Regions from separate parts of the Mus musculus genome. Here regions 2, 3 and 4 are each linked to region 1. A link is a contact called in public ChIA-PET and Hi-C data. All regions are on one chromosome and are shown on one strand. Each heading gives the region's core, a stretch centred on a gene start, on an enhancer-like site or on the middle of the called end of the contact. The rest is flanking DNA. Distances are from core to core; before and after follow the strand shown. Region 1 holds the start of Tspoap1 (TSPO associated protein 1). Region 2 overlaps Cuedc1 (CUE domain containing 1). Region 3 holds the start of Rad51c (RAD51 paralog C). Region 4 overlaps Tex14 (testis expressed gene 14).

The links. A called contact is a pair of places that touch in the nucleus more often than the background predicts. ChIA-PET counts read pairs in DNA pulled down with a chosen protein or histone mark.
Region 2: a Hi-C map of cortical neurons shows a contact between it and region 1, with 2.7 times the contacts expected there. The contact joins the enhancer-like site here to the promoter of Tspoap1 in region 1. A contact is called at or near these places in 2 of 484 Hi-C or Micro-C datasets (CD4 T cells and cortical neurons), 3 of 115 datasets of contacts at active chromatin or transcription factors (bone marrow-derived macrophages, effector CD8 T cells and memory CD8 T cells) and 1 of 9 other capture datasets (embryonic stem cells).
Region 3: an RNA polymerase II ChIA-PET map of memory CD8 T cells shows a contact between it and region 1, with 91 read pairs. The contact joins the promoter of Rad51c here to the promoter of Tspoap1 in region 1. A contact is called at or near these places in 3 of 115 datasets of contacts at active chromatin or transcription factors (bone marrow-derived macrophages, effector CD8 T cells and memory CD8 T cells) and 1 of 9 other capture datasets (adipose tissue).
Region 4: a Hi-C map of the G1E-ER4 cell line shows a contact between it and region 1, with 2.1 times the contacts expected there. The contact joins the enhancer-like site here to the promoter of Tspoap1 in region 1. A contact is called at or near these places in 1 of 39 promoter capture datasets (pre-B cells), 7 of 484 Hi-C or Micro-C datasets (CD4 T cells, CD8 T cells, the G1E-ER4 cell line and 4 more), 6 of 115 datasets of contacts at active chromatin or transcription factors (bone marrow-derived macrophages, effector CD8 T cells, microglia and 3 more) and 1 of 9 other capture datasets (liver).

What each region holds. Positions count from the first base shown.
Region 1 is chr11:87,757,211-87,763,391 of GRCm38.p6, reverse strand. It overlaps Tspoap1 (TSPO associated protein 1), which reads right to left and starts at 2,851. Exons shown (of 32, transcript NM_172449.2): 1 at 1,664-2,851; 2 at 848-955; 3 at 483-611. The coding sequence starts at 1,990.
Region 2 is chr11:88,185,554-88,191,734 of GRCm38.p6, reverse strand. Cuedc1 (CUE domain containing 1) reads right to left here. Exons shown (of 11, transcript NM_198013.3): 7 at 4,603-4,674; 8 at 3,648-3,741; 9 at 2,894-2,952; 10 at 1,610-1,680. The coding sequence ends at 1,613. Among named protein-coding and RNA genes, the nearest start is that of Mrps23, 16 kb to the left of the region's middle. Within about 2 kb of position 3,939, at least 283 of the 459 cell types and tissues checked have an H3K27ac peak or open chromatin away from gene starts, as enhancers often do. A contact at or near this core is called in bone marrow-derived macrophages, cortical neurons and memory CD8 T cells, where this site is marked.
Region 3 is chr11:87,401,392-87,407,572 of GRCm38.p6, reverse strand. Rad51c (RAD51 paralog C) reads left to right here and starts at 3,067. Exons shown (of 9, transcript NM_053269.4): 1 at 3,067-3,269; 2 at 4,717-4,975; 3 at 6,017-6,181. The coding sequence starts at 3,152. Tex14 (testis expressed gene 14) reads right to left here and starts at 2,508. Exons shown (of 31, transcript NM_031386.2): 1 at 2,403-2,508.
Region 4 is chr11:87,462,643-87,468,823 of GRCm38.p6, reverse strand. The region is part of intron 2 of Tex14 (testis expressed gene 14); the gene reads right to left. Among named protein-coding and RNA genes, the nearest start is that of Rnu3b4, 3.4 kb to the right of the region's middle. Within about 2 kb of position 2,648, at least 45 of the 459 cell types and tissues checked have an H3K27ac peak or open chromatin away from gene starts, as enhancers often do. A contact at or near this core is called in the G1E-ER4 cell line, where this site is marked.

The DNA of each region.
Region 1 (6,181 bases), core at 1,602-4,101:
TTCCAGAGAATTAGGATGAAACCCGGTCTGGGGCCTCGGAGACACTGAATCCTCATTGAACCCTATCCAGGCAGTCCCCAACCAGGATCGAAAGCATTAACACTACATCTCAGTTTAGGCTTTGAGGACACTGCTAATTCAGGGTTGCCACTATGATGGGTCTTCTCCCTGCCCCCCACTCCAGCTCCACACCCCAGATGAGCTCAGCAGGAGGCTGCAACCAGCTCCAGCACGTGTTAATCTAGAATTGTGCTCCCTGGCTTCTCAGGAGCCTCCTCATCCACCCCCTTTCCCTCTGGTAGCTCCAGACACCTTCAACCTTCCCCAGGGCCAGCATTTCTCTTTCTTCCGAACCCCTGAACTCCTGGGTTCCTGGGTAGTAAGTCTATGACTCCCAAGCCCACTCCTTGTGGCCCAGCCTTGGTTCTCCTCTTCCCAAGTCACCCAAGCCTCCACCCCGCTGTCTGTCCGTCTGTCCTCACCACCCTCATGTTCGTTTCCTGCAGCTTCTGTGCCCTCTCCTCCAGGCGCTTGGCAATGACTGCCAGTTCAGCATTCTTCCGCTTCAGCCTCCGTACCTTCTCCTCCGTCTCTGGGAAGCTGCTTTTTCTCTGACAAGGAGTCAGCCAGAGTTGGACTGTGTAGGGAGAATCCCACAGACCCATTCCTACTACCCAAAGCCCTAGGCTGGAGCCTGGGCACACAGTGAGATCCTTGGCAGTGTTAAGCAAGGGTCCACTGGGGTTGGGGCATGGGGTTATGTCACCCGTGGGTGCCTCCCTCCTTGGAGAGAATGTTTATAGGCTGATCGGGGGTGCTGAGGGAAACCTCACTCCCCAGGCCTCACCAGCATCTGGTTTTCCTCCTTCAGGATGGTACAGCGCTGCTGCAGCTCTCCCAGGGCCCTTAGCAGCTCCAGATTAGGCCTGTCCCCGAAGCCTATGTTGAACTTGGCCTGGCATAGGGAAGGACCGGGTACGGTGTCTCAGAAACCTACTCAACCTAGCCGGAGTCTTCCGTGTGCAACATCGCCACTCTATAACCCAAGGGGTGAACAGGTTCTCTCTTGTGTCCCAGGCCTTCAGAGAGGGGTGCTACCAGGACCTAAGGAGAAGGGACAGGCCCATCCTCCATGCCTTCATGCCTTCAGCGGCAGCCTCACACCATTCTGGGGCATTTCCTGCTCTTCCTCTATGCTTGCCTTTCTACCCCACAGCCTTTTAGGTAATGGCAGATCAAACTCCCTCCCCATCCGTCTAGACATCTTGGGTCTGTAGAGTCCCCTGCCCTCCACTAAAGTCCTGCTTCCTTCATCCTCTCCAGTAGCTAGCTCACTCACACCCACCCACAACAAAATCTTCCTTGGCTCAGCCCAGCACCAAGCCCACCTCCACACCCCCCAGCATACCAAGATTCCCCCCAGACAGACTCGTGGTGGAAGAGACCTAACATAATCAGAAAGAGACACATGTACCCACACTGAGGGCCAGAGCCAGAGAGAACAGAGCGAGGCCACTTAGATTCCCGTCCAAGGAAGGAAGGACAGATAATCACACAGGCAGACTCACAGACAGAGAGAGACAGAGACAGAGACAAGAAATGTGGGCAGTGGGACTACAGATTATGGCCAGTCCATCTTGCAGCCCTCTCCATCCTCTCTTACCTTATAAGCCTGTGCCTCCTCCTCCTCCAGCCCGGAACAGCTGTACCCAGGGCTCTCTGCTTGCTGCCCCAGCTTAGGCAGCCCGGTCTCTGTTGCTTCAGGATCAGTATTTCCGACAGGTCCAGGGCTATGAGCTCCCTCAGGCTTGGAACTCTCTTCAAACCTCAATCCTTTAACCTGCAGAGCTGTCGGAGTACCAGCAATGCTTGGAGATGCATCTCCAGGTTTGCACCCCTGGCCCTGAGTCCAGTGCTGCCAGGCAGGCAGTGCCCATGGCTCCATGGCTCCAAGGTCTCCAAGCCGTGGGAGGGTTGTCAGTTGCTCCATGGTTTCGGCAAGGGGCCCCCGAACCTGGACCTGGGGACATCACCAGCGGGAAGACTGACAAGGGTCATGCCAGACTAGACCATTCTCCCTGTAAGTGTTTGGCTTCACCGAGTCCATCAGAGGTTGGCTGAGCTCTTCCCACCCACGAAGGAGGGTTCAGAAGGTATCGGGGTTGCCAGACTGGAGCTGGGGTTTGCTCATGGTTCTCTCTCTCTCTCTTGTGTGTGTGTGTGTGTGTGTACGGGGTGTGTGTGGGGGGGTGAGAGACCACCACCAGGAGTGCCTGGCTGAAGGTATATATGTACGTGTGCCTCCAGGTCTGTCCCTGCAGGTCAGTGATGTTTTATTATGTGATTGGAGGATGAATACTCCGACTTGTGTATGTTGAGAAGGGTGGTGCTATGTGTCACTGTCTGTGCCTATTTAAGAGTTACCAGTTGTTTCTGCGTGGGGGTAGGGGCTGTCTGTATTGCAGGGCTGTGGCAGTGTGTGATGCTGTCGCCGGTCCTGTCTCAGTGTTGTAAAGCCCGGTGTATCTGTAGTGGCGTGTGTCTTTCAGTGTCTGTGAGTCTGGCCACCCATCACGACCACTCTGCCTGGAAAGGGTCCGCAGGAGTTCCTGGGAATGATCCCCAGTGATCCACTGTGGTCCTTTATCTCCAGCTTTTCTCTCCGCTGGCTGCCGCCGATCAGTTGCTTGCTGGGTGGCTGGGCGGTCCTAAGGAGGCCTGGGTCGATGGGCGGCTTGCCTCATAGTCTCTGCCTCAGCTAGTCTCAGCTCGAGGGACTGCAAGGGTCCCTCGCGGTCCCGGAGCTCCCCAAATGAGATGGTGGGCACGAAGGAGGGCAGAGCCTCAGAATGGGGAGTGGGGAGCAGGGGAGCATCATCATCCCTCCCTTCCCCCTCCTCCTCCCCTCCTGCCCACCAATAGGAAGTCAGCTGCTGGTTTCCATGACGATGGAGCTGGACTGGTGGGCTGGACCGGCAGGCAAGCTGGCAGGGTCGGGACAGTGGAAAGAGCAGGTTCCTTACTGGATGGTAGGTTAGAAAGCTACCCCCTCCGGACCCCCCAACATGGCCTCTTCATCCCCTTGACCCCACAGACCCTCACTTCCAGGGTGCAGAGGAAAGGGAGTAGAGACAGTCCTCTCCTTTCAGGCAAGACTGATGGGGATAGAACAATGTGACAGAGACCTAGCTGTAGAAAAGGACAGAGCTGAAATGGTGGGATTTGGAATAAAACAAAGAAATAAAAGTCTGAAAATAGAAAGACGAGCAAAAGGACAGAGTGTTGAAATAGGCTGAAAAACGACTTCAGCTTCCCCATGGCAGATCACATTTGGGGGACAGCCCAGCCTTCACAGGCTAGCAGGAGAGATCATAAGACAGGACCTTTTGGGCTGATTTTCCCTCAACCATCAGGAAGTTCATCTTCTGTCTAGCATTAGGCTTTATTTATTTACTTGCTATGAAAAAAAAATGGCTTTTGGGAACAAGGACATAGGAATTGCCCCAACCTAGGTGTCTGCCTGTATGTGGGGCACCTAGATCTCGAGAGATAAGAATGTTGCTCCTAGACGCAAGACAAGCCAAGGTCGAGGGCCCTCATGTGGCACCCCTATGGAATAGCAGCTAAAGCATAGAGAACACCCCCCACCCAGACAGTAGGCTCCACCCAGGCCAGAGCCAATGGAACTGGGTAGGGGTTGGAGTTGCATAAGAGAGAAGGTAACATTCATTTCTCTAAAGCAGTCTAAACATCAGTACACATGCTATGTCATGTAACTTTCAGTCAGCATGCATATGCATGTCATATTACATGTATGTATAGAAGAGTATGCATAGTATGTCTGTGTATACATGGAGATCACTGCATGTATGTGTGCTATTTTGTCTATGAATCTCATTGGATATATATCTGTGCATGGTTTTGTGTCATTGTATGTCTATTTGCTACAATGTCTATGTGCATGCAATTACGTATGAGTTTATCATTGCATTTTGCTATAAATCACAGATATCATGCCATTATACAGCACTAACACATTATGACATACATTGTCATATAATAATGTACAATGGCATACAATGATCTATGTACATGATAAACTTGCCTGGCATGATGTGCACGCAGTCTCTGTATATATATTCTCACCCCTCCATGCCTAAGGGGACTGTCTATAAGATCATCTCAGGATACCCCACTAAGTTCTCAAATGCTTAAGTCCTTTTATGTAAGGTGATGAAATATCCGCCCATGGCTTATACACATCCTTCTGTATACCCAAGGTCTCTTGCATGCTAGGCAAGCACTCTACCACTAAACCATATCCTCAGCCCAGCCCCACCCCACCCCCATGCCTTAAATCATCTCTAGATTGTTTATACCTATTTTATAATACGATGTGAATGTTAAAATAATTGTACTGTACTATTGAGGAAATCACAAGAATAACAAGCAAAGTCTATACATTATAAAGAGACAGCTTCCTCTCTGGTAAGAGTCTTAGCTCAAGCTGGTCCTTCCTCTTCCAGTTGCTGGGGTTGTAATTACATCTACAATTGGCTTGCAATCAAAAACACATTTTGTTTTTCAATCCTAGTCAATAGGATGGCTCTGTGGGTAGGACATTTGCCACCAAGCCTGACCACTGGAGTTTGATCCCCAGTAACCACGTGGCCAAAGTGGAGAACTCCTCCACGCAAGGTGTTCTCTGGCCCTAAATGCACACCACAGTACATTGGTACACTCACCAGCATTCACACACACACACAAATTAAATGTTTTTCAATTCATCAATGTGGCAATCCAGAGAGATCTTGATGATCTCGCGGTTAGTGTCTTATGTACATGAAGCCACCACATGTGAATGTCACTAATGGGTATATTCTTTGGCATTATATGTGTAAGTACTAATGAACATGTGTTTGGCCTAGGTGACTGTATACCCATATGATACACCAGCCACGTCTCATTGTCTATATGTCACAGTTCATGCATGTGGCTGGCATCGGTGTATAGGCCCTGATGAAATGCACATGATGGTGAAAGTGTGTTTTATTAACACCAATGACCTGTGTAGACATGTACAAGGCAGGTGGGCACACACTGTGCTAGCGTGGTTTTGCCCAACTCTTACACTAATAAGAATCCTCTTGGAGCCAGGCAGTGATGGCACACACCTTTAATCCCAGCACTTGGGAGGCAGAGGCAGGCAGATTTCTGAGTTTGAGCCAGTCTGGTCCGGAGTGAGTTCCAGGACAGCCAGGGCTACACAGAGGAACCCTGTCTCAAAAAATTAAAGGAGAGAGAGAGAGAGAGAGAGAGAGAGAGAGAGAGAGAGAGAGAGAGAGAGAGAGAGAGAGAGAGAGAGAGAAGAAAGAAAGGAGGAAGGAAAGGAAAGAAAGATCCTCTTGGGCTGGTGAGATGGCTCAGTGGTCAAGAACACTAACTGCTCTTCCAAAGGTCCTGAGTTCAAATCCCAGCAACCACATGGTGGCTCACAACCATCTGTAATGAGATCTGATGGCCTCTTCTTGTGAGTCTGAACACAGTTACAGTGTACTTAGATATAATAAAATCTCTTTTAAAAAAAAGTTCCTCTAGACCAATGGTTCTCAAGCTATGGGCTGCAATCCCTTGGGAGGCAGACAACCCTTTTACAGGGCCACTCAAGACCATCAGAAAACACAGATATTTACATTACAATTCATTACAGTTGCACAATTATACATATGAAGTAGCAACGGAAATAATTTTATGGTTGGGGGGTCACGACAACCATGAGGAATTGTGTTAAAGGGTCGCAGAGTCAGGAAGGTTGAGAACCACGGCTCTATAGACTTTCTTAGATCAAAACGAGAGGCAAACAGTCTTCATTTTGGAGGTATAGAGAGTAAAAGGAAGCTAGCATAGAAATTAGAGCCAAAGGTAGAGGTCATCTCATACCCTTTCTTCACGTTGCTACAAAGTCTACTTCCGGTGGCCCAAGCCTTCCCACCCCCAGGCTGTGTCTTAGTCAGGCCAAGGTCTTCTGCTCATGTCAGCGAAGCCTGTCTTTCTGCGTCAGTTCTGTTCCCGGGCATCCGGGGAACTCACACAACCCCAATAACAGAGTCAGACAAAAGCGAAACCAGTCCATTCTTTATTAGTGTTGAGGGCCCCGTGACCCTTACCCATCCATCCGGCT
Region 2 (6,181 bases), core at 2,690-5,189, 430 kb before region 1:
AGCTCCCAGGAGTCAGAAGAAAAGCCAGGGATGCTGAGGTGATAGGCAAACCAGGCCTCGACTGTGGAAGGGAGCATCAGAATGCACAGCAGGCCCTGGAGCTGGCAGGTGACAGACCACCTTGATTCAGTCCCTTTCTGGAGCCTGTAGGGTTGCAACAGACACTGGGCAATCTGGTTTTCACAGTGCGGAGCTGGGAGGGGAAACAAGTTGGAAGCTCAAAAGTGATGAGCATGATCCAAGATGAGTTGGCTTTGGGAGGACCGCCTTTTCCCTGGGGACCAGTGGGATGGCAGAAGGGGCACAGGTGGGGATAGTTCCCTAGTTGCCCTTGCTGGGGTGCAGCTCTGTGTGTGAGGGAATCCGGGGAAAGCATGGAAGAGAGCTGAAGGGAGAGAAGAATGTGGAAGGGGGACAAGATGGGAGAAGGCGGTGCCTGCTTTTGCTGACCATGCCCTCTGTTGCCTGGATTATGTCATCTCCACAACTACTATAGGAAGAACATCTGTTCCTCTGTAGGTGGAAACAGGGCCAAAACTGCTGCACCACAGCTCAAGAAAGCCGAAAAGATGCTGAGTGTGGGGAGCAGGAGAGCAGCTGGGCAGGCAAAGCAGGTGGATGGGAGAACAGCTTCTCACTGGGGGATGAGGCACCTGGAGAGGCGCACGCATGCCTAGTCCTGCAGGAGATACTGGCATTCCCTGGTACACCCCCCCCCCATGAGTTTAGAGAGGAGCCTGGAGGAGAGACAGCCCAACCCTGAGGCTCCAGAGGCACCTGGAGAGGCGCACGCATGCCTAGTCCTGCAGGAGATACTGGCATTCCCTGGTACACCCCCCCCCCCATGAGTTTAGAGAGGAGCCTGGAGGAGAGACAGCCCAACCCTGAGGCTCCAGACAGAAGCAGCCATTCCAGGGGACCATCTCCCGACCTTTAGCAGGTCCCTGACCATCCAGCGTCAGCAGAACACTGGACACAGTTCTGAACGACAACCACAGTGTTTCTTACGTTATCCTCTTAATAGTCACTGTGTGTCCTGGAAATGTCTTGTCAGTGGGGCTGCAAACTATTCAAGGTCAAAAGCCGGTTTGGTTTTCTGGTCAGGGCATCTGTCGAAGGCAGGCGTGATTATTGTTTGTCAGATAAATAAATGAATAAATAACCAAACTCTTAAAAGTACAAAAGCCAGGAGTGAGACAGCAAGTCTGTAATCCCAGTGCTTGGGAAGTGGAGACAGGAGGGTCTGAAGTTCAAAGCCAGCCTCATTTATATAACCAGTGCAAAGGTAGTAGGGTTAGATGATATAGAGATAGAGATAGAGATAGAGATAGAGAGAGAGAGAGAGAGAGAGAGAGAGAGATAGAGATAGAGATAGAGATAGAGATAGAGATAGAGATAGAGATAGAGATAGAGATAGAGATAGAGATAGAGATAGAGATAGAGAGATGCTGGTTTACAGGGGGAAACCATGTGCCCTGCCACAAGAAAACAAGAAAAGGCCACTGATACTTGATGTTCCAGCCCAGCACCTCTGGATCCTTGAAGTACCCATGATGGGTAATAGGCCTTTGCCCTAGCTGCCCCTGGAAACTGTGGTCCCAAGCCTTACCTCTTACTGTCCTTCTCTTAGGGCCTCTTCCACCTTAGGCACCTCCTGCCGCCTACCCCGGAAGTCTTCCTCTGAAAGGCAAAGGGAAAGGCCTCATCTTCCACTCTGCAGAACCTCATGTGGGCCCATCCTCAGGCTGGGCAGGGGAGCTGCTTGACCTCTGACCCTTTGCTTGGATCTTGACACCGCAAGCAGCAGTATGCGGGTACAGTAAAAGAGGCAGAGGCAACCTGGGCGCTGGCCTGACTCTACCACTGAGCACTGTGGCCTTGGCCAAGTCTCACCCTTGTCTGGGCCCTGGTTTTTCTAATCTATCAAGCAGGATAGGAGTGATAGACTATCCAGAAGACCTCAGGGCCCTCTGGTCTTTGTATCTGGTGTCTCCTGACCCTTTAAGAGCCTAATGCTGAGGGTTCATCCATGATTGGCCTAGAGAGGTCTTTTGACCCCTTATGACCTTTAGAAGGGGCTGGGTAAAAAGTTCTTTCTTTTTCTTTCATTTCCCTCTCTCTCTCTCTTTCTTTCTTTCTTTCTTTCTTTCTTTCTTTCTTTCTTTCTTTCTTTCTTTCTTTCTTTCCTTTTTTTACTTTTTCTTCTGGTTTTCCTTTTTTTAATATAAAAAAGATATAGTATTTATCTTTATTTAGTTATTTATTTAATGGATATGAGTGTTCTGTCCACATGTGTGCCCAAATGCCAGAAGAGGGAATCAGACCTCATTACAGATGGTTGTGAGCCATCATGTAGTTGCTGAGAATTGAACACAAGCCCTAGGGAAAAACAGCCAGTGCTCTTAACTGCTGAGCCATCTCTCCAGTCCCCTTCTTCTGGTTTTACAAGACAAGGTTTTTCTATGTAGCCCTGGCTGTCCTGGAACTCGTTCTGTAGACCAGGCTGGCCTTGAAATCACAGAGATCTGCCTGCCTTTGCCTCCCAAGTGCTGGGATTAAAGGTGTGTACCACTGCTGCATGCTAGACTGAGCCTTTCTAATTTATGGTTGTCTGTGTATGAGGTCTGCCAGTCTATCCCTCATTCCCTAGGGACCATTCTCTGGGAATAGTGCCTGGCACCCTGGGTTCCTCTTCAGGGATGATGGGAAGCAGGTGTCAGTGTGTGCACCTCATGACAAGGGACCACATTTCTGTGGGCCACCTGTCTGCCAACCCCTGACATGTCCCCCAGACTGAGTGCTCCCTTGCTGAATATTAGACCCTCAGGACCTCCTCTTGAAGGGTCACCCATCCCAAGCAACTTAGACTTCAACGTCCCCTGACCTGCCTCACCGTAAGCATGGCCCTCCACGTCATCCAGGAGGTTGGCTGTGGATGCAGCAGCCCCCAGCCTGCCGGACTGTTCAGGAAAACTATTCTAGAGACGGATGGGTACTGCGACAGCTTGTTCAATCTGCCTGTGCTCTGTCCTGATAACCCACCAACCTCAGAGGCTTCTACTATCCCTCCCGTTCCCAAACTGCCTAATGGTGTCCCTTCCAGGACCCTCTCCTGGGATCAATGGACCAGCTAGCCAGGCCCGACCCCTTTACTCTGCCCCCATCACTAGGGACAGGGAGAGTGACATTTCCCCCGTTCTCCTTCAACTACTCAGTTTTCAATATCCAGGGCCCTGTGGATAAGCACGGATGAGAACTTTGGTGTGAAGACAGGGAAACTTTTTTTCATTCAAAAAGCCAAAAGTGGAGGAAAAAAAAAAAAAAAAAAAAGCAGGCCTCTGGAGACACAGCTGCAGGGACCTATGAACCAGTTCTAGTAAAATTAGGGGAAGACTCGGTGATTTCAATAGGAAGACGATGTCTTTCTCCCAAAATGCAGATGACTTAAGGCCAAAAGTAAAGAAGGCACTGGAAGGACGGTGTCCCCGGGGAAAGGAACACAGGAGCTGATGACGGGGTTTCCTGGTTCACAAATCAAGGAGGGGCGGCCGCAGAGCCGCATCCCACTCCCGAGGAAGGTTCAGCCGGGATCTCCATCACTGTTGTCAGTGCTCCCCACCCCACCCCAGGGCCAAGCAGAAGGATACGACTGAAGCTTCGGTAAATGTTTCTTCTTTGACTTCCTCATTTTGGTCTTCTCGGAGAAGGCTCGGGCGAGTTCAAACAGCTTCCTGCGCGTAGCTGGGGCAGAAAGACTCGTGAGCCCTTAATGCTCCAGAGAGCCAGAGCATCAGATGGCTTCCCTCCAGGTTTGGGGGCAGCCAGGCAGAGCGCCACACCAGGCCCCTTGGGTGGGGACTGGGAAGAGGAAAGTGACAGGAACAGCAGACACCAGTGCCACCTAGGGAGCAAGTGCGCCATCCCAGGTCGGCCTCCGGGGGCAGCACAGGCCAGCACTCGTCAAGTACACAGCAGCCTGCCTCCAGACCAAGATCCGGGTATTCCTTCCCTAGAGGCGGACAACCACACAACCACGGCTCCTGGCTTTCTTTCCCGCTGCTGGCTGCCACGGCCTTCCCGCCCCTCCCCAGCCACCTCCACAGTTGGTCCTAGGATTTCCATGAGTCATCGGAAATTTTCCCTGAAATAAAACCTTGAAAGGCTCCAGCCTCATCCCCGCTGGTTATGGGTCTATGAGACTGGAGACGGGAGGATGACAAAAAAAAGCGGGCAGTGGGGCGAGGTTCCCCTATCCCAAAATGTCTGCCATTCCCACAGAAAGCAGACTCAGCCAGTGACTCCAGTCTCGGCCAAGTCCTCACGCCACAGAGAATGTGAACACCGACACACATTATTTTCCAACAGACAGCTGGCTCAAGAGGATTTAAACTTAATTTGTCTCCAGACTCAGCTGCAGAATAAAGTAAGGCAGGAAGGCTGAGGGAGCTAGCCTGTGATTAAAATGTCACCCGGAGTTCAGCAAGAGTCAATAGCATTAAAAATCTTCCGGGGGGGGGAAGGGGGGGCTCTCTCCCTCTCATGAGGCCACAGGGCCTGCCTCAAGAGAGCTGGGACAAGGAGGGGAAAAGGGGCAAGACTCACATTTTCCCATGTGTTTCAACTTGTCCCTGAATAAGGCATCTTCTGACACAGTGGGGTTGGTTTCACTGGTTCCTGGAAGGAGGAGACACCTGCTGAGGGACCAGGCCCATTGGGTCTCCGAGGTCCCACTAAGAGATAGAGTGAGCACCTGGCCAAGGCTCTAGGGAAGGAGGTCAGAGGATACCCTCCATCCCTGTTTCTGTCTGTTCTCTTATTACAGAACAAGTCCCGGCTTCTTCCCTGCTATAGGAGTTTAAGGCAAGTTGCAAGAGTACTTCTTTCTTGCAAGGTACATTTTCCTCTTCGGAGCAAACAAGGGCAGCCTTAAGATCTGCTGCACGTATGGGAAACTGGCTGGCCTTGGGTTCCAGCCTCTCTAGCAGTCCCATGTCCTCAAAGCCATGATGGTGGTTTGAAGTGAGCTGGTAGGGAGATCTATGTCTCGGAAATCCCCCCAGCCTGCATATCAGCCTTCTCCTGCACCCAGAGCAGAAGGTTAACCATTTGCCAGCACATCATGACCCTCTGTGCATCCTAACTCTCGTGAATTGAAGCAGAAAGGACAGAGAGCCAAGAACGCCTCCCAGATGCTGAACGGGAACAAGAGCAGGGCTCAGCCAAGAGTCAGAACGCAGTGAGCCACCTGCGTGGGTCTCTCAGGATCCTTGGGCTGCAGCTCACCGTCCTGTAACTTGGCTCATCCCGAGTCACCTTGTCTGCTAACTTCCCTTTCAGTCACTCTGATCCAGTTCAGCAGCTCCAGTGTCCCTTGTTAATTTGGAATCAAGGACAAGAAAACTCCCAGCTGAACATCTGGTGAGGCCTAAGCTCCTGGCTGCTTGCTTAGGAATCAGTTCTATGGGATTTTCTTTCTCTGAGCTGGGATTAGCGGGGGCACCTTACCCTTCTGTTCTTGCCTTCCCAGCTCAGCTGTGGGACGGAGGGTCTGCTCCTGAAAAACACACGGCTGATCCCTTTTAAATATGGATATGGGGTGATAGCAGGAACTGACCCAAGATTCAGAGTCCAGGAGCCAAGGATGAATACAGAGTCTCTGTTCACACTCCCAATCTAAGCTCTGCTATAGTCTATACATCTTACTAATACAGTCCTCACTCTGGCCTGTCAGCCCCAGTGCTGCTGGCACTGAAGGGAAGTCACATGTAGTCTGAAATGAGTTGGAGAGGCGGTCATAGGAGAGACTATAAAACCCTGCTTCTCTAGCCCTCTGTTTTGTTTTTTTAATGAATTTTAAGATATTTGTTTATACTTATGAGTACTCTATCTGCATGTATGCCTGCATGACAGAAGAAGCCATCTAATTCCATTATAGATGGTGTGAGCCAACATATGGTTGATGGGAATTGAACTCAGGATCTCTGGAAGAGCAGCCACTGCTCCTCCTCCTCCTCCTCCTCCCCTCCTCCTCCTCCTCTTCCTCTTCTTCCTCCTCCTCCTCCTCCTCCTCCTCTTCTTCTTCTTCTTCTTCTTCTTCTTCTTCTCCTCCTCCTCCTCCTCCTCCCCCTCCTCCCCCTCCCCCTCCTCCTTCTCCTCCTCCTCCTCCTTTTCCTCCTCCTTC
Region 3 (6,181 bases), core at 1,818-4,317, 360 kb after region 1:
AGATTGCCTTCTCTCCGCTTGGCAGTACGTGTTTACCGTTCCTGTGGTCTAGTCATGATTTGAAAGCTCATTTCATTTACTTGAGTAATATTTTCAATATCTGGGTAGATCAGTTTTATTCACATACTAAAGGACATCTTGGTTGCTTCTACAATTAAAAACTATGAATATAGAATCTAGAAACACTATGTTCAGGTTTTTGTGTGGACAGAATTTTTTTTTCCATTTTCTCCTCCTATTTACTTATTTTATTATTGTTTTTTAATAATTTAGTTTTCAGAGCTGAAGAGATGGCTCACTGGCTGCTCTTCCAAAGGTCCTGAGTTCAATTCCCAGCAGCCACATGATGGTTCACATCCATCTGTGATGGGAGCTGATGCCCTCTTCTAGTGTCTCTGAGAAGAGTGACGTGTGCTCACATTCATAAGTAAATAAATCTTAGTAATTTAGTTTTCATTTTATGTGTATTGTTGCTTTGTCTGCATGTATGTCTGTGTGAGGTCGTCCAATCTCCTGGAACTGGAGTTACAGAGTTTTGAGCTGCCATGTGGGTGCTGGGAATTGAACCTGGTCCTCTGGAAGAGCAGCAGATGCTCTTAACCACTGAGCCATCTCTCCAGCCCTATTATCTGTTTTTGTTTTGTTTGTTTGTTTGTTTGTTTGTTTTGAGACATAGTTTCTCTTGTGTAGTCTTGAGTGGCCTCGAACTCAGTTGAGATTAGAGGCGTGTGCTACCTCTGCCTGCCCCTTTTCTCTTTCTCACTACCTTCTCACCTAAGAATCCAACTGCTTTATAAATATTAAGCCCAAATTCTCCCTGGGGAATAACATCTAATAATAACCGAATACTCATATATAAATCCTATGTAAGCTAAACAATGTACTTACATAAACCATATTTTGTCCAGTCCTACCAAGCTTTTTGAGTCACCAAATGGGATAAATACATTCTCCTCCTCCAAGGAGAGACACGGAATTTGGAGCTTGCTCCAGATAGTAAACAGTTTTTTAAGTTTATGTTTCAAGAAAATGGTGCTGTTTTTCCATCCTCATACTTTGAATGACGTGTCTATGCACATTTAAGAGCTGTGACATTCTCTACACTGTTCAAAATGTCGCCACCTTCCTTAGTACTTGAATGACTGATTTGGAGTATTTAAAGCTTCAATTCCTGAATAAAAGTCCAGGCTAAGAATCACTGGCAGGGAGGGGAAAGGTAGTACAGCAGGTAAAGGGCCTGGTTGCCAAGCCTGACAGCCTCAATTCCATCTGTCCCCAATACCACATGGGGGAAGCCGAGAACCAATTTCTCTCACCTCCAGTCTAGTAATGTGGCCTGTGTGTCACACACAAACACAAAAGAAATGTAATAATAAAGAGTCGTTGCTTTAGCTGAGCATTGGTGGCACTGACCTTTCTTTTGTTTTGGGGGTGGGGGGTTCCAGACGGGGTTTCTCTGTGTAGCCCTGGCTGACCTCAAACTCAGAAATCCACCTGCCTCTGCCTCCCAAGGGCTGGGATTAAAGGCGTGCACCACCACTGCCCGGCTTTTTTTGGGGGTAGGGGGTGGGGGTGGGGAGGTCGCTGGCCTTTCTAATCCCAGTACTCAGGAGGCAGAGGCAGATGAATCTCTGTGACTTCGAGGAGAGCCTGCTCTACAGAGTCAGTTTTGGGAGAGCCACGAAAGAAACCTACACAAAGAGGTTGTCTTGAAAACCCACAAGTTAAAAAAAGAAAAGAAAAGAACCCGGTGTGGTGTCGCACACCTTTGATCCCAGCACTCAAGAGGCAGAGGCAGGCAGATTTCTGAGTTCGAGGCCAGCCTGATCTACAGAGTGAGTTTCAGGACAGCCAGGGCTACATAGAGAAACCCTGTATCGAAAAACCAAAAAGAAAAGAAAAAAAGAAAGAAGAAGTTGTTGTCAATAAGTAGTGCAAAAGCAGGGAGAGTCGCGTATTCCTATATCCCATAATTTAGAAAGTTTAGATGCTGTCTTCAAAAAAAATGCTAGATTTTTTTTTTTTTTTGAAATGTGAGGTAGGTATGACACACTTTTTTTGGTTTTGTTTTGTAGCTCTGGCTGTCCTGAAACTCACTCTGTAGACCATGCTGTCCTCGAACTCAGAAATCCGCCTGCCTCTGCCTCCCGACTGCTGGGATTAAAGGCGTGCTGCCACCACTGCCCGGCACGACACACTTTTTTTTTATATCATCTTCCGTATTTCTTGGGCCTTTAAAGCCACCTTCCAAACTGCCAATCTCCCCAAAAGTTCTGATGTGGAAGCAGTCACTCCCGCTCCGTCAACATCCCCGGTCAACTCTACTAAAGAGGTCCAGCTCCTCCCTCGGGACACCAGAGGCCCAGGCTAGACCACGAGACGACAAGGACACGATAGCTTACTTTTCCAGCTACTTCTTACTCTAGGCAGGCCTGCCGACATGAATGCTCAGAAACCGCCACACTCTGAGGGAGCTCCGGAGTCCCGGGGTCACCCACCGGAAGCTGTGCGTGCGTGCGTGAGCGGGCGAGTGCGTGGACGCGCGCGTGGGCGCCAACCACTCCCTACCGCAGCCCCCCAAAGTGGGAGGCTGGCCCACAATCCCCCGCGAGGGCGGGAAAAGCAAGGGGTCGCCTGGCAAGGGTCAGGGGACACACAACAGACCTCCTACAAGGGTTTTTTGAATTTTTCACAGCAGGAAACTGCCAACTGGTCAGTTTCTGGTTGCTGCGTCTACTACAACTTCCATCCAGGAGGATGGATTCTTGAGGAACCCGTGAAAGAGGGCAGAGCATGGTGAGGAAATATGCTGTACAGGGTTCACTTGGCCTGGCTACCGTCTCCGCGTCTCCGGCCTCTTTTTTTGTTTTTGTGTTCACTGTCAGGCTATATCCGAAACGTGACTCGGACGAGTGAAACTAGAAGACAACCTTACATGAAACCAGTGTGTGGGATTTCCTCAGCAGCAGCAAGGCCTCGTGAGTCTAGGCCGCGCGAGCCCCGCCCCTTACGCCGCGCGTGTGACGTCACGCCACTGACCCTCCCCCGCGGGAGGGCGGGGTTTGGGTTTCCAGCGCTTTCGCGCCTCTTGCTCTACGTCACTGCGTGCGTAGCCGCCGAGCTCTCAAAAAAAAAAAAAAAAAAAAAAAAAATGCAGCGGGAGTTGGTGGGTTATCCGCTGTCTCCAGCGGTGCGCGGGAAGCTGGTGGCTGCGGGGTTTCAGACGGCGGAGGACGTCCTAGAGGTGAAGCCCTCCGAGCTCAGCAAAGGTAACGACTCCCAGCTGCCAGCTGATGCACCGCGGCCGCTTGGCGCCGCCTCCGTCTTCGTTCCGCCGCCTCCGCCAAGCCGATCTTTTGACACCGCTGAAATTCTCTTGAGCTTGGAACTGTGTGGAGCAACGTTTACTGATTGCTTTCTCCGTGCTCGCTGGATGCTTTGAGGAGTGCCTCACTTAATGGTTTAAGGAAGGCTCCTCTTGGACCAGGGTGTCCAATCTGTAGATGAAAGAACCGACTTCTCATCTTGAGGTTTCATGATAAACTGGGTTGGGAAACAATCACAAGCCATGTAATTCTCCTTGGTCAAAGATCCTGGGGGGCGGGGGGGGGGAATTGAAGTTGAAAAATAAAGGATTAGAGAAGGACTAGAGATATTTCAGTGAGAAAAGCAATAGAACATTCCCTTAGACCAGGAGAAAGCTCTAGAAAGACGTTCGTGATTCACAGGAATACTGCCTCCCCCCCCCCCCCGCCCTGGCCCCCGACTTTTCTCAGAGTTCTTTAGGTTACAGATAAGTGGGAATCACAACCGGGCAGTGGTGGCGCACGCCTTTAATCCCAGCACTTGGGAGGCAGAGGCAGGTGAATTTCTGAGTTCGAGGCTAGCCTGGTCTACAGAGTGAGTTCTAGGACAGCCAGGGCTACACAGAGAAACCCAGTCTCAAAAAACAAAACAAAAAAACCAAAGTGGGGACCACTGCATCCTTAATGTTCACAAATCCAAACTTCGTTGTAGTCACCCACTGTGCCAGTAATACTATGCACATCTCTTTGATGGTGATCAAAGAGGACAGAATGGAATCTGGTTTGATTTTTGTTTAAGTGTTGTGTATTGAACTCATGGCTTTGCCAATGTTAAACACTACCACAGAGCTATACCCCTAGTCTAATTTTACATCCCAGCGATGATGCTAACAGAGTAGTAGCAGAATGGGTAGAGCACTAACTAGCTATGTATGCCCAAGGCCCTGGTTTTGATTCCCCAACTGCTAAATAACTAAATAATTGGATAATTCATTTCTGTGTTAGACTTTTGTTTGTTTCAAGAAAAGGTTTGGGGGCTGGAGAGATGGCTCAGCGGTTAAGAGCACTGACTGCTCTTCCCGAGGTCCTGCGTTCAATTCCCAGCAACCACATAGTGGCTCACAACCATCTGTAATGGTATCCGATGCCCCCTTCTGGTGTGTCTGAAGACAGCTACATGTACTCACGTATATAAAATAAAAATAAATCTTTTTAAAAAAGAGAGAGAGAGAAAAGGAAAGAAAAAGGTTTCTCAGTGTAGTCCTGACTGTCCTGGAACTCGATCTGTAGACCATGCTGGCCTGCCTGATTTCCTAGTGCTGGCATTAAAGGCATGGGCCCCCATGCCAGGCTCTGAGTTATACTTTTAATTCTCTAATGTCAGGTTTTCTTTTTCTTATTTTATTTATAGAAGTTGGGATATCTAAAGAGGAAGCCTTGGAAACTCTACAAATTCTAAGAAGAGAATGTCTCACAAATAAACCAAGATGTGCCGGTACATCTGTGGCAAACGAGAAGTGCACAGCACTGGAACTTCTCGAGCAAGAGCATACCCAGGGCTTCATAATCACCTTCTGTTCAGCACTCGATAACATTCTTGGGGGTGGAATACCCCTAATGAAGACGACAGAAGTTTGTGGTGTACCAGGTGTTGGAAAAACACAGTTATGGTAAAATAGGACGTTCCCTGCTTACGGGTGGACTTAATGTAACAAACAGAATATTCTGCTGTGAGTTTGTAGTCAGGAAACCAAGAAGCATACAGTACTACTTTGTATGTGTTCACATCAAACAATCAGCTTACCATCATATTATCCAGGATCCCTGTCTTCTTGATGAAGTTTTGATATCAAAAATGTTTCTTTCATAATATTGCCTGGTCACTAAACGTATACACTCCTAATTAATTGGCTTCTGAGATATATTTGTCAGATGTTTTAAAGTTGATTTATATATGATAAAGAAGAGTTCTGAATCATGTTTGGTGACATACTCATAATCTCAACACTCAGGATACGAACGCAGGAGTGCTATGAAATAGAGGATGGGGGCTAGCGAGATGGCTCAGTGGTTAAGAGCACTGACTGCTCTTCTGAAGGTCCTGAGTTCAAATCCCAGCAACCATATGGTGGCTCACAACCACCCAGAATGAAACCGATGCCCTCTTCTGGCAAGTCTAAAGACAGCTACAGCGTACTTATGTATAATAATAAATATAATCTTTAAAAAAAAGAAAAGAAAAGAAATAGAGGATGTTCTGGGCTATATAACAGTTGCTAGACTAGCCAGTGATATAGCAAGACCCTGTCTTCCCCCTCAAAAAAAAAAAGTGTGTCTACTTGGTTATGGCCAACTCCTATAAACAGGACAGTAGGGTTAGAATGGAGACTGAGATAGCAGGATTGGGAGTTGAAGGATCAGCCTGGGCTACATTGCCAGACCGGGACTCAAAGGAGAAAGTAAAGCATTCAGTCCTCAGCAATCTAAAACCCACTACAACTTCCTTAGTTATAGTTCTGTACAACACCTTATCTATTATCTAGGCATCTATTGATCATATGTATTTGGAGCTATGGAGACTTAGACATCTCTTTTGCCTTGGGGTATTTATTTGCATTTAGAAAACTTGATCTAGCTGATGATTATATGCAGTTTACAAGAGACATCTTAACTGGTTATGATAATGATCTGGTCATTTCATTTCGTGGCAGTATGCAATTGGCAGTAGATGTGCAGATTCCAGAATGTTTTGGGGGCGTGGCCGGTGAAGCAGTATTTATTGATACAGAGGGAAGTTTTATGGTTGATAGAGTGGTCAGCCTTGCAACTGCCTGCATTCAGCACCTTCATCTCATAGCAGGAACACACACGGAAGA
Region 4 (6,181 bases), core at 1,399-3,898, 290 kb after region 1:
ACAGTTCTTAGCAACGGAGCCAGCCACCTTTACCAAAAGTAGAAGACATCCTCCTAGAGATCACAGATCTTGGCAAGACTACCAAGCTTACCAGTACTAATAGATGTCTGTGGGGCAATGGGCTATGCAGACAGTCTGCTCTCCAGTCGATCTGAGGTCTTGAACCCCCGGTAGGACCCGATGGGTGGTAATTTTCACCTACATGGGACGGTAGGTGTTCGACCATGTCTCCTGGACCCCTGGCTCCTGTCGAAATTACCACCGGCACAGCCCCCACAGCCCCCACAGGAGAGGCTCCTGGCTAGCAGTCATGTAAACAATGTCCCACGCTTCTGGCCTTCTGGCTAGACTCCTCCCCACAGTTACCCAGCAACAGCAAGATAACAAGCCCACTATAAAAGGGGCTGTTTGCCCCCCAACTTGCTACCTAAGCTTTTACCTCTCTCTCTCTCTCTAAGCCTTCATCTTTCTTACTCTCTCTCTTTCTCTTTCCCTTCCCCCTTCTCTCCTCTTGGCCATAGCCTGCCTGCCTCTCTCTCTCTCTCTTTCTCTCGCTCTTCTCTCTTCTCTCTTTCCCCCTGCCTTTCTACAATAAAGCTCTAAAACCATAGACTGTCTCTGTTCATCAAGGCCCGGACTAAAGACACTCGCCTGCACGGAAACCACCCAGCGACACCCGCCACCCACCCCTGCCCTCTTCCTGTATCTCTGGGGCTGAGTGCCACCCTGGGGCCCCTATTCTGTTCTCAGCTTCTCTGCAGCACTGTATCCAGCGTGGGATGCTGGAAACTGAGAACCTGGTACGGGGGCTGCCCCTTGTCCATCCCCCACCGTGTGGGGTCAGTGGCTTCACACAGCCAGATGTCCACCCAGGACCATGTGGAAAGCGTCTGGCAGTCCTCCTGCGTCTGCCCGCCCAGAGCACCGGAACTCTGGTGGGACGCAGGCTCTCTCTCCCACTCCCCTCTTCCCCTTCACCCACGGCCCCGCAGATGTCTGGTAGCGATGAAAAAACAAACTGAAACCTCTATCCAAAGTAAACCACCTCGGTCACAGCTTCTTACTTTATAACCCCGTTCATCACCAGTAGGGCATTCTCTGGGCCAGTGGCCAAACCATCCACACCCAAAGCACCTGATGCTCATAGCTGCTGTTAGAGCTTCTGTGTTTCAGTCCCTGCAGGAGTGGAAACTCCACCACAGGCCCCCAAAGGCAGCTCTCAAAGCAGTGGATGTGTTTTCTGGGTCCCTGCTGGCACCATACAAAGGTCTGCCATGTTGCCAATTCTTGGTTTTCCTAAGCTACTGAGGTGTTTTCCAGCAAGTCCTTGCTATGCTCTAACTTTAGGTTATTTCCCTTTCTTTTTTTTTTTTTTTTGTCAGATTGTCTTCATATTTGCTATTATATTCAAGTATGTCCTTAAACCCTGAACCTCCCTTCCACTACTTCCCAAGTGCTTTGATAAAGAGTGCAGATAAAGAGCCATCACACCCAGCTTTTCTTCTACAAGTCTCAGCCTTGAATTAAGATCTTTGGTCCATTTTAAATTAATTTTGGGGCAGGATGAGAAAGAGTTCTAATTAATTCTTCTACATATGTTTTCCCCAGTGGCAGATTTTTGAAGAGGCTGTCTTTTCTCCTATGCATTTTTTAAAAGTACCAGTAGCTCTGTGGATGTGTTAATTAATTTCCATGTCCTCTATTCTGCTGGCTTATCTGTTTGTTTGTTTGTCTGTTTGTTTGTTTTTTAAGATTTATGTATTATGGGCTGGTGAGATGGCTCAGCGGTTAAGAGCACTGACTGTTCTTCTGGAGGTCATGAGTTCAAATCGCACCAACCACATAGTGGCTCACAGCCATCTGTATTGAGATCTGATGCCTGATGCCCTCTTTTGGTGTGTCTGAAGACAACTATAGTGTACTCATATATATAAAATAAGCAAATATTTTTTTAAAGATTTATTTATTATGTCGGACAGTGGTGGTGCATGCCTTTAATCCCAGCACTTGGGAGGCAGAGACAGGTGGATTTCTGAGTTCGAGGCCAGCCTGGTCTACAGAGTGAATTCCAGGACAGCCAGGGCTACACAGAAAAACCCTGTCTCAAAAAACCAAATAAATTAATTAATTTAAAAAAGATTTATTATACATAAGTACACTGTAGCTGTCTTCAGACACTCCAGAAGAGGGTGTCAGATCTCATTATGATGTTGTGAGCCACCATGTGATTGCTGGGATTTGAACTCAGGACCTTTGGAAGAGCAGTCAGTGTTCTTAATCGCCACTGAGCCATCTCGCCACCCTCTATGTCATTTGGTTTTGTGCCAGATACATACAGTATCTCTTTGTTAGATTAAAATTATGATTTAAAATCAAGTCCCACTTTGAGCTTTCTGTTTTAGATTGTGTGTTAATCAGGGTCCTGCTAATCATCAAAACAAACAGAATGAACACTTATTATAAAAGAAGTGTATGAGATTGGCTTACATGGAATGTAGTGGTTAGAATAGATATGGACCCCATAGTGTTTGAATGTTTGGCCCATAGGGAGTGGCACTATTAGAGGGTGTGGCTTCTTCATTGGAGTAGGTGTGGCCTTGTTTGAGGAAGTAAGCCACTGTTGAAGCGGGCTATAAAACTCAAGCTTTGCCAGTGTTGACAGAGCCCTTTAGATCAGGATGTAGAGTTCTCAGCGACTTCTCTAGCACCGTGTCTACCTGCAGGCTCTCGTGTTCCCCACCATGGTAATAATGGACTAACCTCTGGACTGTAAACCAGCCCCAATTAAATGTCCTTTATAAGAGTTGCCATGGGCATGATGTTTTTTCACAGCAATGAAACACGGTGTGGGCTGGGTATCTGTATGGTTGAAAGGCTGAGAAATGGGTAGTGGCTCAGTCCACAAGACAAGACCTGGAGGATTCCTGGAAAGATGCCGGTCTTTGTTTCACTTGAAAAGCTGAAGAAGCTATGTTCTGATGTCCAAGGATGGCAAGAACGACAAACAGGAATAGGGTCGGTGCACGCACCCACATGAGCAAAGACAGCATCACTATTTTTCCCTCAAAGTGCATTATATCTAGGCCACCAGGAAAGGCCGAGCTCATTCATAAACAGGGTCTTCCCCCACCCCAATTAATCATTCCAGACCAACCAGAAGTGTCTCTCTTACTTGGTATCAGACACAATCACACAGTCAACTAAGATCAATCATCACAGGGCTTTGGCTCTCCTGACCCTCTGGACTTGAGAGTCTCATGTGTTGCAGATTGGTGGTCTTCAGCTTGGTATCTGGTTTAAGATGACCTCTACTCAGCCTCTACTCCCCAAGTGCTGAGATAACAAGTGTGGAGATATGTTTTACCAAAAGGTCATTGCTGAGCAGACAGAAAAACTACTGAATACTAAGTGTGGTGACACAAGTCTGTAAACCCCACTTGGAGGCTGCGTTGAGAGCCGACTTGTTTGATGACATAACAAGACTGCATCAGGTGCCTATTTGTAGAGTGATTCTGTACCCTGCTACTGGGCTCAAAGTGTGTATCAGATCTAAACATTTTCTCATGGTTCATTTCCGGTAGGATATCATATCATCTGCAAATAGAGATGATCTGACATCTTCCTTTACTAACTGTATCCTTTCTCTTTTTTTCTTGGCCATATTATCCTAACTAGGATTTCACCCTTATAGTCTTATAATAAGAGTAGATATAAAGATTAACAGTATTCTTAACAAGTGATGCCTCGCCGTGCGGTGGTGGCGCACGCCTTTAATCCCAGCACTTGGGAGGCAGAGGCAGGCAGATTTCTATGTTTGAGGCCAGCCTGGTCTACAAAGTGAGTTCCAAGACAGCCAGAGCTAACAGAGAAACCCAGTCTTGAAAAACCAAAAAAAAAAAAAAAAAGTGATGCCTCCGGAATTTTTCCAATTTAATATAAATTTGGCTTTGAGGTTTGTCAAGGAAACAAAACCAAAAAACCCCACGTGCAACAGTGAGTGTATAGAGGTCAAAGGACAGCTCCCAGGAGCTAATCATTTGGGACCCAGGGAATGAACTCTGCTTGCCAAGCTTCCCACAAAGCACCTTTACTCATTGAACCATCTTGCCAGTGCCATACTTGGGACTTTTAAATATTAGACTGTATCACTTTAAATTAAAAAAAAAAAGATTTATTTATTATACATTATACACTGTAGCTGTCTTCAGACACACCAGAAGAGGGCATCAGATCTCATTACAGATGGTTGTGAGCCACTATGTGGTTGCTGGGATTTGAACTCAGGACCTCTGGAAGAGAAGCCAATGCTCTTACCTGCTGAGTCATCTCTCCAGGCCCCACTTTTAATTTTTTTAAAAGATTTTTTATTTATTATTATAGTAAGTACACTGTAGCTATCTTCAGACACACCAGAAGAGGGAGTCAGATCTTGTTACAGATGGTTGTGAGCCACCATGTGGTTGCTGGGATTTGAACTCTGGACCTTCGGAAGAGCAGTCGGGTGCTCTTACCCACTGAGCCATCTCACCAGCCCCCACTTTTAATTTTTAACATCACCAGGTGAATGTAACATAAGTCACTGAGCAATTTGCCCCAGGGTCTCCCTGTGCAGCCCAAGTGGGGCTTATATTGGTGATCCTCCTTTCCAAACTTACTTTCTTTCTTTTTTTAAAAAGATTTTATTATTACATCAGAAGGCATCAGATCTCATTACGGGTGGTTGTGAGCCACCATGTGGTTGCTGGGAATTGAACTCAGGATCTAGAGAAGAGCAGTCAGTGCTCTTAACCGCTGAGCCATCTCTCCAGCCCTACCAAACTTTATTACACTACTGGGGATGGAAACCAAAGGCTCTGAAAGCACCAGTCAAATGCTCTATAATAAGCCATAACTTTACATACAGAGTTTGGTTAGATATTCATTTATTACATTGCTGAGGCTAGTCCTGAATTCTTGGATTCAAGTGACCCTCTTCTTTGATGTTGGGATTTCATATGCCTTTAAGTAATGTATTTAGTTTCTTAGTTTTGGTTGCTTTCTTTCTTTCTTTCTTTCTTTCTTTCTTTCTTTCTTTCTTTTTCGAGACAGGGTTTCTCTTTATAGCCCTTGGCTGTCCTGGAACTTACTTTGTAGACCAGGCTGGCCTCGAACTCAGAAATCCGCCTGCCTCTGCCTCCGGAGTGCTGGGATTAAAGGCGTGCGACACCATGCCCGGCCTTTCTTTCTTCTCTTTTTTGTTTTTGTACTGAGACTTTTGAACCCAGAGGTCTTCTTCATGATGGGCAAGTACTCTACGACTGAGAGCAGAGCAGCTTATACTGACTTTTAAAAAGCCTAGGCCACCGTTAACTCATTATGTGTAGATGAGGAGGACTTTGAAATCCCAATCCTTCAGCTTCTACTTTTCAAGTGCTAGGATTGTAGGGGACCACCACACACGGTTTCTGTTATGTCACAGCTTTCTGCCGAACCCCCAGCCCTAGTTTATGAATATAGCAATGTCGTAATGTACATAATTACTTTGCATAACATGTCAGGGAATGAAAACAAGCCTGTCAAGGTGTATATATAAAATTCATGTCAAAACCCTTTGTATTTTGCATGTAACTTTCACTAAAAATTGTTCAGTGTGGTGGAACATGATTATAACACTTATGCAAATCGTCAAAGGATGAGTGACCAACTAACAGCTCTCCAAGTAATTTACTTTTTTTTTTTTTTTAATTATATGTAAGTACACTGTAGCTGTCTTCAGACACCCCAGAAGAGGGAGTCAGATCTCATTACGGATGGTTGTGAGCCACCATGTGGTTGCTGGGATTTGAACTTCAGATCTTCCGGAAGAGCAGTCAGGTGCTCTTACCCACTGAGCCATCTCACCAGCCGGTAATTTACTTTTCAATAGTTATGTGCACATATAAAACACCCAAGCCAGACCTTCCAGGGATGTGATCCTCAGTGAGTTCCGGCAGTTGTGGCCCATGCCTTTAATCTCAACATTTGGGGGGCAGAGTCTGAAGGACTGCTGAGTTCAAGGCCAACCAGGGTTACACAAAGAAACCCTGTCTTGGAAAAATCCAAAGAAACAAACAAAAAACACTTCAAAAAAGCTAATACAAGTAAGAGCAAGAATTAATATGTACTATACTAACTCATAACACAGCTTAACAAAATAAGAATA